Linked DNA regions of Zea mays: region 1 is linked to region 2. A link is a contact called in public Hi-C data. All regions are on one chromosome and are shown on one strand. Each heading gives the region's core, a stretch centred on a gene start, on an enhancer-like site or on the middle of the called end of the contact. The rest is flanking DNA. Distances are from core to core; before and after follow the strand shown.

The links. A called contact is a pair of places that touch in the nucleus more often than the background predicts.
Region 1: a contact with region 2 is called in a Hi-C map of leaf, with 7 times the contacts expected there. The contact joins the promoter of LOC103652907 here to the promoter of LOC100281824 in region 2. A contact is called at or near these places in 8 of 25 Hi-C or Micro-C datasets (bundle sheath, ear, leaf and 1 more) and 1 of 3 datasets of contacts at active chromatin or transcription factors (leaf).

Annotation. Positions count from the first base shown.
Region 1 is chr4:18,974,172-18,977,067 of Zm-B73-REFERENCE-NAM-5.0, reverse strand. LOC103652907 (receptor protein kinase TMK1) reads right to left here and starts at 1,271. Exons shown (of 2, transcript XM_008679900.3): 1 at 1-1,271. The coding sequence starts at 1,041.
Region 2 is chr4:18,844,254-18,847,196 of Zm-B73-REFERENCE-NAM-5.0, reverse strand. It overlaps LOC100281824, which reads left to right and starts at 1,590. Exons shown (of 2, transcript NM_001368105.1): 1 at 1,590-1,938; 2 at 2,033-2,604. The coding sequence starts at 1,683. The coding sequence ends at 2,463.

The sequences.
Region 1 (2,896 bases), core at 22-2,521, 130 kb before region 2:
CTGCAATGGGTATCCAAACCCTGAAGCCACCCCAAGCAGAGTGGTCACCAGTGGATCGCATGGCCCAGGGTCTTCGTGACAGAACCCGTTCCCAGAATCAATATCCACAGTCTTAGCTGCGAATTTTGGTTTTGGCCCTTGAAGAAAGTTATTGGACAGCGCCACATCCTGAAGGCTTGTGATCCCTACAAGAGAGGGTGGCACCGGTCCGGTGAGGCTGTTGTCTCTGACATTGAAAGTCTCCAGCTGCGTGTTGGGATCAAACTCCGGGATCGGGCCGGTGAACGAGTTGGACTGAAGCCACAGTGTCTTCAAGCTCGGCAACTTCGCCACAACGTCAATTGGCCCTGACAGCATGCCGTTCGACCTCTGGCTGTTGAGCTGCAGCGTCTCCAGCGAGCCCAACGCCTCTAACCCCACCGGCAGGACCCCGGTAAGGTTATTGTACGACAGCCGCAGCGTCTGTAGCGACGTCAGGTTGGCAAGAACCGCCGGGAAGGGGCCAGAGACAGAGGCATTGGAGGCCGAGAAGGTCTGAAGCATCGCGCACCCCGCGATAGCGTCGGGGATGCTCCATGGCTCGAGAGGGAGGTCGTCCATACTGAGCTTGAGCAGCGAGGGGAGACCCTCGAGGAAGTCCGGCGGCAGGGTGGAGAAGGCGTTGCCGTCGAGAACGAGGGTCTCGAGGGAGCCCATCTGGGCCAGGGAGGGCAGGTCGCCCTCCAGCGCGTTGCCTTGGAGCTGCAGCGATTGGAGCGCGGTGAGATTGGCGAGGGACGAGGAAAGGGTGCCGGATAAATGCAGCTTGGCGAGGTTGATGCCGGTGACGCGGGCGGCGCCGTTGCAGGTGACGCCGCTGAAGGAGACGCCGCCGCAGACGTCGGTGCCGGTCCAGGACGGCGGCGGGTTGGTCAGCGACTTGGCGAGGTCCAAGATGACGCCCGCGTCCGGGGTCATGGCCGTCGCCGCGGAGGCGGGGCCGGGGCCGGCGAAGGCGAGGAGGAGCAGGAGGGGGAGGAAGAGAAATCCCGCCCTCCCCATGTCGGATTCGCCGTAAAGGGGGCGCAAATGCGACGGATTGTTCAGCGGAGAATTCTGATTTCTTGCCTGGACCGGGAAGATGTATTTTTGGCGTCTCCGGCCGCGCGGTGCTTCTGTTCCCTCTCTCTCTCTCCCTCTTGTTTCTCTCTCTATAGATTTTCTCTCCTGTTGCCATTTGTGTGTGTGGGAATTTTCTCTCTCCTGGATGGATCTCGTTTCATTTCGTTCATCTGCTTCGGCTGTCTGCGGCGTGGCGCGTACGTCCTCGCGAGTGTGGGCTGTCGCGGGACGTCGTGGGTTGGGCCACTCATGTCCCTTTCCATGAACACGTCCATGTACTACAAGACACTCTCTTTTTTTTTTGCGCGCGGAGAAACATCTCAAATAAGTTATAATACTCCCTCACCGTTGCAAAAATAATTGGCGTTTCACGATTTAAATTTTATCTCAAAACAATTGTTAGAGCATCTCCAAGAGCTCTCCATAAAACGACTCCTCAAAATCAGTTTTAAGGGACATCTAAATAATAAGTGGGGGTAAATTTTAATCCTTTCTCCAACAGATCCCTTAAAGCAGCAGTTTGTTTCTGGGGAGCCCAAAAAACCCCTCATTTGTAGCTACAAATGAGGGAGTTTTAAGGGCTATGAAAAAGTTGGGGACGCTTTAGGGGAACTGTTGGAGACATGTTTTTGTGTTTTTCCCCAAAAAATAGATTTAGGGGAGACTTCTGGGAAGCTTTTGGAGATGCTCTTATTCACTTTTCAATACATTTTTTCTTCTTCTAGTATATACTTTATACATTTTTTCTGTTTTTTATAAAGGATGTTAGTCTTTTGCCTTGTACTAGCTAGTGGAAGTGCACGCACGCCCGTGATAAAAAAAATACAATGGTGAAACAAGTATGAACAACAAGCAATGGTCTGACGACGGAATTAACAATATATGTATATCAACAGTAAGCAAAGAGATTTATTCAGCAAAGGAATTACAGATGCCAGTATGTCGTCTCATCATCTAGAGCACAGATATAGATAAATAGACTACAGAAGGAATTGGAGATGAGGCGACGAGAACAAAAGGAAGATGGAGATAGCTAGAGGATGACAGGTTCTTGCCCCTTGCTTTGTGTTGCTTGCAGGTGAAAGGTCCCTTCTGGGTTTTGGTGTTTTAGATAACGACACAATTAAGGACGGATAAGTGTGTTGTGTGTGTTGAACGGGTTCCTAGTGAAAAGCATGTAAGGTTCAACACACGTGGAAGATGTGATATTCCATATAGGCTATGGTGAATATGGATTATAGGTATCACAAGTGAAGAAGATGGAGGATGGACATTGATTAAGTGGAAAATCAATATACATGTCTTGGAGACAGTTGATCAAACTGACGAAGAAGGCAAGGACTTCGAGGGGCCAAGAAAATGGAGAAGGTCAAGAGGACTCAGGTACCTAAAGCCTAAGTGAAGAATATGGTCTTGCTAGAGGTCGAGGTTGATTAGGATAAGAAGAGACATGGTGCATTGAAGACAACAACATAACGATGTGACTTAAAGCCAACGAGGTAATTCATATGGTTTATGATTTAAGTCATGGAAAGGGTCATGAGGGTGTTGGAGCTCAAAGATGACTAATGAGATCAAGTTATGTTGACTTGGAGTTTTGGAGTCCAACCCCAGGCTCAAACAGGTCAAAAAGCAATATGATGAAAAAGGTTAAGTATGAGAGGTTTGATCATTTGAACATATTGCATACACCTTTTACTATATATTTGGCACTTTGATTTGCACTCTAACGTCGTTCGAAGTGAAAGTGCCATTTTGGTCCCTATTTGATAGGAAACAGAGAAGCAATGGAGAA
Region 2 (2,943 bases), core at 341-2,840:
AACCGAAATAAAAAATGGGACCGAATTTTGTATCTCGAAACGCACCGAAATCAGGAAGTTTTATGATGATTATCTATGAAGGAATATAAATGAGTATATAGAGTTTAGGATCTAGTAAGTGATGAATTTTTACTATCGTAATAACTCGGTCGATGTAGATGGTTTTGATCAAACCTGGAAAAAAAATGAAACAAAACACCACCTATGTCCATTTTCGCGAATTGCTTTGCTGTGTGAGCGGTTCACCTCGAGCGGGTTGGCGTGGCTCCCGATGGGACACGCCGCGTTGCTAGCCGCCAGTCCCGCCACGTTGTTGTCTCGTGTCTCGGCGAGTTTCTTTTCTTCACACGTCTTGAGAAATCCAAGTGAATTCTCGCAAGGGATGCATGCAGCCCGGGCTGGATAAGTCTGGGAATATTTGAGGAACACCATGATTGGCGACGTGGTGCGCATCCCATTGCTCGAGACGATTGACCCACTATGACGAATCTAGCTAGCTCTTGACGCTGATTGGGTACGGTGGAGGTGGAGGTGGAGGTGGAGGTGGAGAAGCGCTGAGAGCCACCTTCCATGGCTTTCTGCTGCCTCAGCTGTAAAATATGTACAGTAATTTGTTAAAGATCCTGACGAACCGTCCACGGATGGGACGACCACCAAAAAAATAGAGGTGCATCCATCAGCCACATGTTTAGGCCCATTTTAGAATAAAGAAAATTTTACTAGATCCTGCATTTTCTTGTGTTTTTAAACTAATTTCTATAGATTTTCTATATCGTTATAAAATTCATGTGTTCCCTAGAAGCTGTTAGGCGTGGCTATATATAGCCAATAAGCATGAGGCCTGCGAGCCCGGCACGAAGCCCGCTGTTTGGGCCCGGTTCTATGTGGATCCAGGTCAGCCCGGAACGAATAAGCAGCCCGGGTTCGGACAGAAAATTAGGCATGGTGGGCTAGTCCGGCATGGTTGGTTTACCTCTAAGCCCGTTAAACCCTGCACTAAAACGTGCCCGCTTTTCTGTCCGTTTAGACCCGCCCTGGGTCGGGCTCTGACAAAAAATCGAGCATGCGGACTTAGACGGTCCGACCCGATTTTCTAGCCGCGCTTGGCAGGCCAGGCTCAAAACGGGCCGGGCTTCACTGGACCCGGGTCGGGCGACCCGTTTGGCCATCTCTAGTCGTGGCGCGTGGGACATATAAATCAGTCGTCGTGGATCGATATATGCCCTGCTTGTGCATTCATATTGAATAATAAAACTCAAGCACCCTTTAGACTGGAGGACATAAAACTATAGATGATATGATTTAATCCTATTTTAGAGTATAGTTTAAAATATGTGATAAGATATGGGATCGGTGGAGATAGGCCTACGAAGACACGTTAATTAATTGTCTTATGTTTGTAGCACGTACAAAGAGTTCAGAGCCTGCCCTTATTTCAGTTATTTACATTAAGTGGATGATCAATTTCACTCTTTTAATATAACCAACCTGTTTAAAATCAAAGGTCCAAACCATTTACTTGTTTCTCCGGTTCTCCCACACGTCCCCCAGCCCTATAAAAAGCAAGAGGCGGGTAGGTTAGGTTGCTCAGACGCGGCTAGGAGCAGCTGCTGGGCAGCTATCCAGCGGGCCACTGAGTTTACCTTACTCTTACTCTTACATACTAAGATCGCTACCAGAGCATGGCGGGAACTTCGTCGTGGTCGTCGTCTTCATCCTGCGCGTCGTCGTTCGGGTCGCCCGACCACGACGTCGTCTGCGTCACCGAGCCGGACTCTGTGGGCGCCGCAGCCGTCGCCGTCGCCGACGCCGAGGGAAGCGTCAAGTTCCTGTGCAGCTACGGCGGCAGGATCCTGCCCCGCCGCACCGACGGCACGCTGCGCTACGTCGGCGGCGACAACCGGGTCCTCTCCGTCGACCGTCCCATCCGGTTTTACGGTAGTACATATATTTGTGCCGGCGAATCGACACGAGTCCACTGAACAATCCTTTGATTTCTCTGACTTCAGTTGCCGTTTATTTCTGTCGGCAGTGTTGCAGCGGAAGCTGAGGGAATTGTGCGGCGGCTGGGAAGCGCACCTGCGGTGTCAGCTACCGACGGAGGACCTGGACGCGCTCATCTCCGTCACCTGCGACGACGACCTCGCCAAGCTGCTCGAGGAGTACGACGAGGCTAGCAAGGACCGCCTCCAGTCGCTCAAGATCCGGGCGTTCCTGTTCCCGACTAGGACGCCGGCGCCGTCCATACTACAGCGTAGGAGCCCGCCGTCGATTGCTCACCTCCACTGGCAAAACACTTCCCCGCCGGCCGCAGCCGGCGTCTCGCTGACGTGCGCGCCGCGGTGGTGGGCAGCGCCCCAGGCCTCTCGCCAGGCGCAGGCGCCCCAGGCGCAGAACTACGACCGACACAGCCTCGGTGAGGAGCGGCCGCGCCTGTACTATTCATATATGCCACGGACATAATTAGATCAGATTTATCATTAGACCCTGACCAAATATGGTCCAAAATTTTGTTGAAGTTTTAATAGACCTACATGAACAACTTATTGTAACATATATATACGGAGTAATATAAAAAAATGGGCGCTTACAGTTGAGTTAAAATTATAATTCAGGCACGCTATAGTATTCCTGTTTAATGTTCATCTGAACTTTAGATCTTGACCCCCCGCCACCCTACCAACCTCGTGTGCCCCACTCATTGTCACGTTTGTGGTTGTGATTTTAGCCGATCTCGTTTTATTTTTTTTAAACCCTAACAAAACCTCAATTACGTTCGTATTTTCATATCTATGGTTGATTCACAATTTGATTGAGCTCAAAATTTGTGAAAACTTAAGAAACATATCTGTACAGGTGTGTAAATTTTCATCTCAATCGGAATTCCTTTGGTTCGGTTTTGCATCTTCCTCAGACAGCCCCACGAGTCCTTCAGATAGCCAA